2 separate regions of the Mus musculus genome follow, and region 1 is linked to region 2. A link is a contact called in public Hi-C data. All regions are on one chromosome and are shown on one strand. The core of a region is the stretch at or near the end of the contact, and the rest is flanking DNA. Distances in the headings are between cores, read along the strand shown. Region 1 holds the start of Sgo1 (shugoshin 1). Region 2 holds the start of Mocs1 (molybdenum cofactor synthesis 1).

What was found. Hi-C and Micro-C count contacts between places; a contact is called where the count stands out from the background.
Region 1: a contact with region 2 is called in a Hi-C map of CD8 T cells, with 4 times the contacts expected there. The contact joins the promoter of Sgo1 here to the promoter of Mocs1 in region 2. A contact is called at or near these places in 2 of 484 Hi-C or Micro-C datasets (CD4 T cells and CD8 T cells).

What each region holds. Positions count from the first base shown.
Region 1 is chr17:53,684,584-53,690,760 of GRCm38.p6, forward strand. It overlaps Sgo1 (shugoshin 1), which reads right to left and starts at 4,732. Exons shown (of 9, transcript NM_028232.2): 1 at 4,628-4,732; 2 at 3,407-3,537; 3 at 3,128-3,275; 4 at 2,501-2,697. The coding sequence starts at 3,269. It also overlaps the pseudogene Gm31532.
Region 2 is chr17:49,425,191-49,431,116 of GRCm38.p6, forward strand. Mocs1 (molybdenum cofactor synthesis 1) reads left to right here and starts at 3,174. Exons shown (of 11, transcript NM_020042.2): 1 at 3,174-3,374. The coding sequence starts at 3,252.

The DNA of each region.
Region 1 (6,177 bases), core at 3,482-5,981, 4.3 Mb after region 2:
GCCAAGGGTTCCATCATTCTCAACATTGAGTAGACGAGAATACTAGGAAAAGAGGAGTCCAACCACGTGCAAGGATTGAATGTGGATGGGGTGATGGTTAGAGTGAGCAGGCTACTTCACTGAGATGTGTAGCAGTTATGGAGGAAGAACTGGGCACAGCTTAATCTTAGCACTCTGCTGCTGAGGCAGGAAGAAAATCAGTGTAAGGCTAGCTGGGCTTCAGACCGAGTTCTGGGCTTGCCCAGGCGACAAAGAGAGACCATGCTTCAATAACAGCCAACCAAACAGGGAGAAAGGCCGAAGTGCACAGCATAAAAAAGCTGACAACACAGAAGACCTGTTAGTCTTCTAACAGCAGGAATGTAGAAAGAGAATGCAGGGCACATCTGGTGGCAAGAAAATTAATGGATCAATACTTTTAAGAAGAGAGACTGAATATCTCTACAAGGTTAAGAAACAAGGGCAAGCCAAATGGCAGCACACAAGTTTTGGTGATCTTGACACAGCAACAGAGCACATGGTTTAAATGAGATAGGGTTTTACTATACAGACCTGGCCAGCCTAAAATTAAACTCCCTATGTAGACCAGGCTGGGGTGGGCCCTTACAGAGATCTGAATGCCTGTTTCTCCAGCGCAGGTATTAAAGCTATGAACACCATGCTTGGTCCCCTTTTTTTAATTTCCCCATTTTTCTTTTTGAAGTTCTGTTGTGAGGGAGAAACAAAGAAAAAAAAAAAAAAACCAAACAGATGAAAACCTGACCAAGAGTGGTTTCACCTTGAAGGCCAGAGTTTCTACAGACACTACACCTCTTAACTATAATATAAATATATCACATATAAAATATAAAGATTTACTATAAAACATAGGAACTACTAGAAAATGGTAGTACAAAAGAAACATGCTTTTAAAACTTCTCTTCTTTGTGTATACATTTTTAAAACATTATTTACTTATTTGGGGGGAGGCACGAGGAAGCATGCATAGAGATCAGAGGACAGCTTCTTTTGGTGGGGGGAGAGGGTCAGTTCTCTTTCCAGCACGGCGAGTCCCAATGACTGGACTCAGCTCATCAGGATTGTATCAACCGGCGGCAAACCCAATGATGTCTTTGGCTCCAAATCTTCACTTTTCTTCCACAATTACTTTTGCAGTGCTGAGGACGAATGAACTCAGGACCTTGTACATTCTAAACAAGTATTCCACTTCTGAGCTACAGACTCAGCCCAAGAAAACCTTACACTAAAATATCTCAACCTGCGCATGGCAGCACTTAGATGGCTGAGGCAGGAAGACTTTGGGGCCAGTCTGGTCTACACAGTGAGCTTGAGACCAGCCTGGTCGACATATTGAGATCTTGTCAGAAACAAACAAAGAAACAACGCTAAGCTCTCTACTACTGAAAAACCAACCTTGCGCACTGAAGTACAGGTACAGGATGGCTCACAAGTGATCACATGCATGTGTGACAGAGAAACAAGCAAAGCACCTGATATTAAATGCTAAGTACATATCAGCAACTAACTAGTAACAATACACTTAACGGAAAGTCATCAATAGATGGCATCGAAGGCGCGAGAATAATAGAATTTTTCCCCCTACTGTTTTGAGGCTTATGTCATTAAGTAGTCACTGAACACTGGTTCTTCTAATTTCAGCAAAAACTCTGCGAAGTAGGGGCTGGAGGTATGTATGGCTCAGCAGTTAAGAGTGTGAACAGCTCTTTGGGAGAACCCAAGTCTGGTTTCCAGCACCTATTTCAAGTGGCTCAAAATGCCTGTAACTCCACTCCGATGAGGATCCAATGTCTCTGGCTTCCATGTGCACACACACTCACATACATATACTTGCACATACTCACATACATATATTCACACCACTCACACACACACACACACACACACACACACACACACACACACACAATTAAAAAGGAATTGTTTAAAAACTGGAAAACCATGGGGGAGATTCAGAAACCATTAGGTTTACACTGTACTAACTGAAAAAGGAGGAAAAAAGATTAAGTGTTGAAGGAAAACAATCTTTAAAAAGTAATTGAAATCTTAGAGAAAAGTCATGAAATCATATGTAGGCTTCAAAAATCTCTTCTAGAGATGAGGTCTCATTGTGCAGTTCAGGTTGACCCATAACTTGGGTCTTTCTGAGTTAGCATATTGAGTTCTGGCATCACAAAATCGCAGGTATACATGACACTCAGGAAGAAATAGCACCTTCTAGAAAGACAACTGTCTTCGATAACGTCAATATACACATTATATGTGAGGGCACATATATGTATGTTACTTATTTCTATATAACACCTAATGTTATCCTCTGAACTACACACAGACACACACACAGAGTAAATGGATATAATGAAGTATTTTTTTAAAAAGTGACTCTCCGAAGAATACTTAAGAATATTTTCCATATCTAAATCTATATAAAGCTGAACTGCATATGGCAAAACTACACAGAAAAGTTTTGTACTGAATATACCTGAGTAGTTTCTTCACTTTGTCGGGAAGTTAGCTTCTCTTTCAATGCATACAGCTGACAAGTAAGGTAGTAGCATTCTTTTCTCAGTTGCAGGATGACATCCTGTGCTTCTCTCACTTTGGATTTCTCATTTTCCAAAGCCAAGACTAACAACCTGTTGTTATCTTGGTAATATCTCAGTAGTGTAGCAGTGTTAGCTATAAGATAAAATTTTCAGTTAGTAAGCCTCAACCTAGAAGGTGAAGCAGAGGCTAGAGATATCTCTCAATGGCTAGGAGTGCTTGCTAAGAAACCAATGAGGCCCACAGGTCAAATCCCCTAAAGAGCCAGGTGTGGTCCTGCACACTGGTGACTCTATCTGCTGTGGCAGGACGGAGGGAAGGTAAGGTGTTAAAGGTGTGTGGAGACAGGAGGATCTCTGGGGCTTGACTGGCTGCCACAATAGTTCCTTGTTCAGTGAGAGACCCTTTGCAGGGGAACAGGGCAGAGATTAATAGCAGGACTCCAGAACTTCTACTACAGCAACACCCCACTGTGCTCCACACACAAAGAAACACACACAACACACACAAATGCCACACTTTCAAAGTAAGAATGCTGGAAGAAGACAACACAAAATTCTCTTACTGGGTACTTGGCCCGGTGCAACAATAAAGGACTTGCGTTTCCCAATCCCCGCCAAATTTTTATTCCTTTTTTCTTTCATTCGATTCTTAATGTCTTCAAGGGTATCTTGAAAGGACCTTTTCTGACACCTTTCCTTAGCCATCTTTGTCTTTGAATTAAAAACAAAACAAAAAAAAAAAAAACCAATGAACACTTCTCAGATATTTTTTAAACATAAAATTTAAGAAACATAGGCTGTTCATCAAGAAGGGATTACAAAAGACTAAATTGTAAACTTACTTCAAAAAAAGCAATATTTTGATTTTCTGCTTAGAAATATTAAGTCAGGTGTTGTAGAATAATCCAAGCTACTAAAAAGGCTAAGGCAGGTGGGTCATAGATTTATGCTTGGGCTACATAGTGAAATTCATCTAAAACAAAACAAGAAGAAAAAAGATGTTAGAATCAAGCCATCATAAGAAAAAAAATCCCATAAAATGTCATTCATGCTTTTGCTATAACCTTATCTTCTACTATTTCATAGGAAAGTATTAAATAACTCCAGAAAGTATCAATTATTCATCTTATAGTAAATATTCATTGGAGGCGTACAACATTCTAGGCTCTATGGGAACTTATTATTTTGGGACAGGATATTGCTGTTACCCAGTCTGGTTTTGAACTTAAGAGCTCTCATGTCCTTCCTACCTCAGCCTCCTGAGTAGCTGGGACCACAAATGTATGAGCCATAAGCAGACTTACTTTTCTTACAATGTTTATAGCCAACCTTTAGTGTTTAGGATTACAGTATTAGTTCAGAAGCAATTTATATGTATATCTGGGTTTCTGTTTGGCAGCTTTTCTCTAGTAATTTTGGGGCTGAGAAAACATGTATTCATGTTAATAACAGTAGCGTGCTTCAAGCAAAATAAACTTCCTGGTCTCAAAATTGTAAACTGTTGCCAACCACAATGTGTGCATATAATTGTCACCACAAGAACTATCTTGATTCATCTCCTTTTAGTTAAGTGTTTTCTTGAATCTCTTCTTGAGTATTCTCACCAGGACGTATTTTCCTCCACGCATAATGAAGCCTTAAATTGGTACTGTATATCTTATCTAACCCTTTATTTTTACCAATGTGTATATACGATAGATTGGAGAGGGGAGTTCAACAGAATAAATGCAACGACTTCTTATAAGAATGGGTGGGTCACCATCAAGTTTTAAAAGTTTGCACCGGAGACATCTGAGTGACACACAGAATGAATAACTGATAGAGTTAAAGTTAATTACAGTTTGTTCGCGTGCGCGAGCACAGTGGGATGGAAATCGGGCCTTGTGCGTGCTAGACAGTGCAAGTCGGCGAGAACACCCCTTCCTCCGGCCCCTATCTAAAAAGTTTTTGCTACTTTGATTGAGCAAAAGCCCTGTCGATTTCGGGGTGCTCGCTTTCGCGAGCGGAACGCGTCGTCCGGTCGGAGAGATACCTCCAGTCCCGCCGCCCGTACCGCTCCGTACCTCGGCCACTCAGGTCCGGACGAGCAGATGCAACCTCCCGCTCCGCCGCGCTCCGCAGCTACCGCCGCCACATTCGAAATTCTGCGTTACGCGTATCCATTGGCTGGCCGGACACCATCACGTGACACTCCGGCCCGCCCTTCTCCGTAGACGCAGCGCCCGGCCCCGGGGAATGGCATCACGTGGCGCGCCTGCGCACGCGCAGCTGTGGCTGGGGTGGGGTAGAGGGGGTGGAGTCAGGCTGGAATTGAGGCCTTGGCTCGGCGTCCGCCTTCCCACAGCCTAGAGATCTAGCGACTTTGAGACTGGGTCTTGTCTGGGTGCGTCCCTGACTTCCGGTTAGACCTGGGGTGTTGACGCAGGCCTGAGAGCCCAGCTCTCAGAAGGCTGAGGCAGGAGAATGACGAGTTCGAGTTGAAGCCTGAGTTGGAGCACGAAAGATCCAAACAGATCCTGGCGTGGCTTGTCAGGGCGCCCAAGGCCGCGCAGCTCTTGTGCTCCGGGGCGCGCCCGTGTGGCAAACGTCCATCCAGCACGTTTAGCGCAGGCTCAGCGAAAGGACTGATGTGAGAGACTGGGCTCTCCAGGTTCAGCCCGCTGGCGAGATCTGCGGGTGGGCCTGGCTGATTCAAGAAGAAACGCCAAGTGACAGCCCGATCCTGTCCTGTGCATTTACGGAAGAGATTTACAACCGGCTGCGCTCACCTCAGAAGTCATTGTAGTGCAGCAGCCGTGACTGAATTAGAAGGTCATCTTGTGGGATCCGTTTTTTAAAGTGCTTTCCCGGGAACAATCTAAACTTCTTTATCAGTTCCTGATAATAGTCAAGGAATTGGGTTTAGTCATGCTGAGAAAAGTTCGGCACGCTTACACATCAGGCAGCGTTACTGGGTAGTTCTGAAGGCACACAAAGAAAATGGGAAGGGGAAGGTGGCAGCAGGGAGCCCTACCACAAGACATTTGGAGCCTCCACAGTTGAGTGATTGCTTCATAAGTCATATCCTTGGCAGATGTCTTGTGCCATAAGGTAGATAGATATACGTAGCCAATATAACAAGTTATATTTTACTATGCTGGTCATCACACAAGGTTCACACTCTTAATTTCTTACCTAGGGTCCTAAGATTATCGTTCCACGGCTGCTCATTTATGGCTCTCTTCTTTGTTTTCTGTTTGTTTTTGTTTTTGAGACAGGGTCTTCTTGTAGCCCAGGATGACCTCTAACTCCTTACGCTGTAGAGAAGTCTCTCTGTGTACCTTTGACTGTCTTGGAACTCACTATATATTTGAGGTTGGCCTCAAATGCAAACAGATCCACCTGCTTCTGTCTCTTGAATGCTAGATTAAATGTGTGTACCACCATGTCCATCTCCTAAAAAAGTTTGGTTTTGGTCTGTTTATTTGGCATTCAAAAAACAAAACAAAGCAAAACAAAACAACGGGTTAAGGCAGGTTTTTTACACAGCCTAAGCAGACTTCAAATTCGTGATATTTCTGCGATGACCAGGAACACACAGAGATATGCTAGTCTTGGCCTCCCAAGTGCTGAC
Region 2 (5,926 bases), core at 1,924-4,423:
GGAGCTGCCACTCCCTGATTCTGTAACAGTGACTGGCCTGTTTGCCCCCAGGGATTCTCCAATCTCTGCTAGGTGCACACAGTACATATGGGATATCGGGGATTTGAACTCAGGTCTTCATGCTTGCCAAACACATGAGTTTTTGCCAGGCTTCTAGAAAAGGATCTATTTTAGATTGAATGCTGAACTGAGTAAGTGTTGCTTTATTGTAGACAATCTCAGCTTTCAGGTGTAGAATTATCCTATACGCTTGCCGTTCTTTGCCTTCCTGCTTGGTGGTCAGAAAGTAAAGTCAGGGAGATATGCATGTGACCATTTGTCCCTCCCACCAACTCTGCTTCCCTGAGTGTGCCTTCCACTTGTGGGATCCAAGCAGAAGCCTGCAAGCAGATTGGAGAATCCATGGGTTGACCTCTTAGTGAGGGAACAGGGAAATTCAGGTAGAATAAACAACAAGGAAGTGTAAAGTGAGTGGAGGATAGGACACCCCCAAACCCTCTAAGAAAGGTGTCTAACGGGCGTCTCCGTGTAACGTGATGGCAACATCTTTAAAGAAATAGACGTAACTACTCATGGGAATTTGCACACCATGTTCATCTTCCATTTTTGTGAAGACATAGAGATGATTTCCAGCATCAACTCTGCATGGATCTGGGACCAGAAGTTGTAGAGCTTGCTCCTCTGAGCCAAACAGCTGCCATCTTCATTAGATCTAGTGTGCCTGCTTGCAAGAGTCCATTCATTACCGCCAGGCCTGGAGACTACTGCCATTCATTCTGAAGAAGGAAGCAGGAAGGACCACGGGACCCTCACTGAATTTCCACCTTTCCCTTCTGGGTATTTGCATACCATTCTGTTCCAACTTGTGGCTCCAGGGCATGCTAGAGTATGCAATCTGGGAAAGGTTAGGGGAAGGGGACACCTTCTACACAACGATGGGGAAGCCATCATTTCTGCCAGACACAGACTTTCTGGTGCTGCTGCTCTGTGGAGAGACCCCTCACCCACACTCTAAGTAAAGCAAGCCTGACAAACTTGGTTTTTTGCTGGGTTGAATTTTGATAGACTCTGACTTGGACGTCTCCCTAGGGAAGGAATTCTCAAAACGCCAGGATTGGCACACACATCTGAGACCTCTGTTGCTGATTGTGCATGAGGTGGGAGTGTCTACAATAAACCTAAGCCCCCCCCCCCACCAGACAACAGATGGTCTCACAGGTTCCATGGCAGTGTTTGTGAAAGCTTCCTATGGCTTCCTATGGGTGATTTTCTGGGTACTAATATGAGCACTCTCTTTCTGTGTGGATACTAGGTTCTCTCTTCTCTGAGAAGATGCGGCCACAGAATTTATTTTGAGCCCTTTCAGCCCCCTGAGGCATCTGCCTCCACATTCTTGTTCCTGATTCAAGTCTATCATGTCAACAAGCTTTTTCTCCTGGGTTTGATGCTCTCTTGAAAGCTTTTCAGGCCTTCCACCTGCAAAGAAATGGGTTTTGTTTTCTTGCTTTCTACCCCCCCCCCCCAGTTCTGCTGACAAATGCAGGCAGAGATAGCCGTAGTGGTGGGCAGCGTGTCAGCCATTCTCAGGGGATCCCCAGGCCTCTCGCAGATCCTGACAGACATGCCCCACCAAATCCATTCCAATTCAAGCTGATACTTTTTTTCCCCATAATGCTACTCAAAGTTGAGACAGGACAAAACAATCTGGAGAAGGCTTATCTGACTATCCAGACAAAACCACCCCTGCTTTTACAATAACCAGCCTGTATTTGTAAAAATCAGCGATGTCCTGTTATTCTTCCGTCGCCGAGGAACTGTCAGTTCTTCTGGATTGTATGCCATACTTCCTCTTCCAACTACAGCTCACACATGCTCTATGCTGGTCGTGGCTTCATGGTACCTGAGCACAGGTAACCAGTCACGTGCCAGAATGTAGAACAAGATAAGATGTAAGTTATGATTCTAATCAGAGAAGAGCCTAACTATATGGCCAATGTAGTTGTAAATATATTTTGAATCTGAGTCTTCTTTCTGGGAGCATGGGACTGGGAGAAAGAACCAGGCCTAACTTCTACAAGGTTTGGGCAGTTTAATCAGCTACACAGCTCTGGAAAAATTGCCTCCACTCTCTGAGACTTTTTTCCTTAATTGCTACACAAACTTTCTATCCACACCAGGGTCATGGGATTGATGGTTAGCTCAGAGTTCTGTGTGTAGGGAGCAATTCGAGGGTCACCCATTCTTTTGTGTCTTCCTTTCATAAATCTGTTTTTAAACGGAGAAACAAAGACTATTGATGTATGGGAGACACAACTAGAGTGTCCATAAGAAGGGAGCTGAGATACAAGCAGAGTCTGGTGTAGGGTAAAGTGAAGGCAATTAGTAAAGTTGATGTTTTTAAATAGAATATTGGTATTTTACTGGCGCACCCAAGCAGATTTTTATGTATTGAGATATTATTTGACTTAAGACTATGTCATAAAGTAGCATGCTATTTTGTATGCTAACTTAAAAAATAAGTTAAGGGACTAGAAAGATGGCTCAGTGGTTAAGAGGCCTGACGGCTCTTCCAGGGGACCATCACCCATATGGTATCCTACAACCATCTGTAACTCAGGTTCCAAGGGATCCGACGCCCCCTGCTGGTGTCTATGGCCACCAACTGCGCCATGGTGCACTTAAGGGTGGGCAGGCAAACTCTCATACATTAAAAAATAATTTAAAGAGTAAAAAAAAGAAAATATTATTTTCATTGGAGTCAGAGTTGAAGGGCTGTAATCCCAGCACTCGGGAAGCAGATGCAGAAGGCGATCTGTACATTTGAAGCCATCCTGGTTTACAAAGCGAGTTCCAGGGCAGCCAGGGTTACACCTTTGAGACACTGTGTAAGGGTCTCTACTCCCCTGCATAACGAAAAGAAAAAAAAAAGTATAACGTGCCTAGAAGTTTTTATGTCACCCCTTTAAATTCTGCATCTAAAGACAGCTTAAATCCAAGACCAAGCAAAGCTGAAGGAAAAGAACATAGCTCTCCCAGACTTGGCATTTCTGCACAAGAACACGCTTCCGTCCTGGAAGGGGGCGGAACGCGTGGACTACAACTTCCAGAGGGCAATGCGGAGAGGCACCCTCGCTGATTGGCTACTTGGGCGCCGCCCTCTGCTCCGCCCCTCCGAAATGACTCTGTTCCAGGTCCCGGGCTAGAGTGCTCTGGAGGCCCACTTCAGGCCGGGTACTTCCTTTGCTGACTTCATGGCGGCGCGGCCTGCGTTCGGAATAGTGCGGCAGCTCCTGAGGTCCAATGCTCGGGGTTGCAGCTCGGGGGCTCCGGTGACGCAGCCTCGCCCCGGGGAGCCCTCGAGACCTACCAGGGAGGTGAGCCCACCCAGCCCGCCTGCACACACCTACCTGGAGGGCGATCCAAGCCACCCTAATCTTCAGAATGCACTCTGTCCTGAGGCTTCCTTTGGGGAGGACCCTGGGCACTCACTGCTGGGTTGCTTGAGTTCACTCCTGCCCAGCGGGAAGGACTCCTCAGTTTCCCCTGCACCCCCTTCCCTGGAGAACCACCTAATAACAGGTAGCTGTGCTGCAGCAGGAAAAGGGGGTGCTATTAAGGAGTGAGAGTTAGGTTCCAGTGAGCTGTTCCAGCTTTCGCTTCCACCCAGTCTATTAAACATTATTCCTCACCTCCGGGGAGGAGGGTGCCAGTGCAGTCAGGTGTCCCCCGGACAACTGCTTCTTTGACAAGGACTAAAAAATATTGCTAGCCAGGTGTCCGGCACAGCCGGTTGTCACTTTGTTGTGGCAGGGTTCCATGACCTATCTTCTTTCTCTTGGGATGGGGTGGCCTCATTTGATGAGAACGAGAGCAAGATCAGGTTCCGTGATAAGGAGTTCCTGCCTGTCTTCATAGTGAGGGGCAGGGTCCTGTATTGCACTTCTCCGAGTGTTTCCAGTGACGGTAGGTCTTAAGTTTGTTGTTTTATCTAAATGGTTAGGGAAACCTGCGAAACTGTTCCATCCGCTTCTGTCTTCCAGAACTGAGCGTGAAGTCCCAGGACTCTGAATTTCACAATATTTGCCTCTCCCATCTTGCTCAAGACATAGGCAGGCTTATGTCAGAGCGTTCACTTCCTCAGACTTGCCTCTCTGGGATCCTCAGATAAAGCAGGCTTGTTGTTACAGGGCTCTCCAAACCCTTGAACTTTGTACTTGAGTGAAAAGCGCTAGGATAGCCAAGGCCACCATGGGAGCTCTTAAAAACCGATACTAGCAAAAAATAATTTTTTTCTTCCTCATCATGGATTTTGTGCTTTTTGTGAGGGGGCCTGTGCAGTGTGACTAGCTGATGGCCCCTTGGCCTCACACTCTCTCTTGGGGCACAGTAAAGGTGGGACCTTAAACAGAAACACCTGTGCTAGCCTCTCCCCTGGGGTGCTGTACTAGGTCCTGTTGGACACATCCTACCAGGGCAAGCAGTCATTCTTTCAGTGGTACCTCAGACATTGCTTTCTGCATATCTCACTTGGGACCGTCTTCCACTAATTGACAGTTCCTAGATGCTAGGTCTCCCTTCGCCTTTCTAAGTATTTCCTCCGGTGTTTCCCTCAGTGCATGTAGCCAGCCAAGCCAGCAAATGTCTTTTGGCTGCTTGAAGCACATCTAATGAGTTAGGTGGAGCAGTAGACAGAGCAAGGCCTAAGGAGACCTGTGATCTTATCTTTCGTTGGCCTCTAAGTTTACCTGGCTTCTAGTCTGTGCACTCACTTTCCCTTGCTTTCTGTCTATAAATCCAGAGGCTTAAACCGGCTCACCTTGTACAGGAGCATAGGGCATGAGATCTGTAAGAGCATCTTAGAGGTGAGGTGAAATGAGGTACTCAGCTCCTTTATAGAACTGCCAGTGGGCAGGAGCAGAGGTGCAAACATCCGCCACCCTCGCCCTGCCTTCCTTTCCTCCAGGGACCCTCTGCCTGCCCTTCACAGTGCTCTGGTGGGCTGAGGTGGGGAGCCATGGTGGATGCTCACTGGGCTTCCTGCGTGTGACGGTGTGGGTGTGAAAGAGAACTGAATCTTAGGTGGGAGCTGGCTGTGCAGAGTGGAAAGGGGGTCTTGGGGCAGTCTAAGGACGGGTGGACAGCTTCCACAGGCGCCTAAGGGAAATGGAGAGGAGCTGCTGTCTTGGCCGAGGTACAACAGACAGCTTCCTGAACATTTAGTTCAGGCAAACCCTTTCCTTCTCTGGAACGCTACTCTGACTTTCTGGGGGGGCAGAAAAGAGTTCTGGACTGAGGCCTGAGCCCACTGCCTATGGTGGGGTTAAAGGACTCTAGGTGACTCAGGCAAAGACAAAGTCGCCTAGCTGTTCAGAGTTCTAGAAAAGAGCAAAAGCTGGCAGGTGGGTGTTGAAGACAGGAATTGGTGCAGGAGAAATCACGGGAGTGGTTCTGGAAGGAGTAGGGAGGACGGTGCTGGGGGGAGGCAGCAAGGAGGATGGTACTGGGAAAGTCTTTCCTTTTTGCTTTCAACTTACTCAGTTCCTTGAAATCCATGTCTCAGGGGAGAGGACTATGCTGGTCAGGAACAGAGATGCAAAGACCCCCCCCCCCACTCTTAGGTAACTGGGGAGAAAGCCATTTAACAAAGCTTGGGACAGTGTTTATTAAATAGTTTGAGGTGTGTGTCTGTGTGTGTGTGTGTGTGTCTGTGTGTGTGTGTGTCTGTGTGTGTGTGCGCGTGTGGTATGTATGTTCATGTGCATGTGCCCATGTCTTTGAAAGCCAGAAGACAATCTCAGGTGTCACTCCTCAGGTGACATACACTTTGCTTTTGAGACAAGATCTTTTTTTGATCTTAACCAGGGCTTGGCAGTTTGGCATCAGGGATCCACCCGTACCTCTCTCCCTAGCTTTATAAGCATGGGTT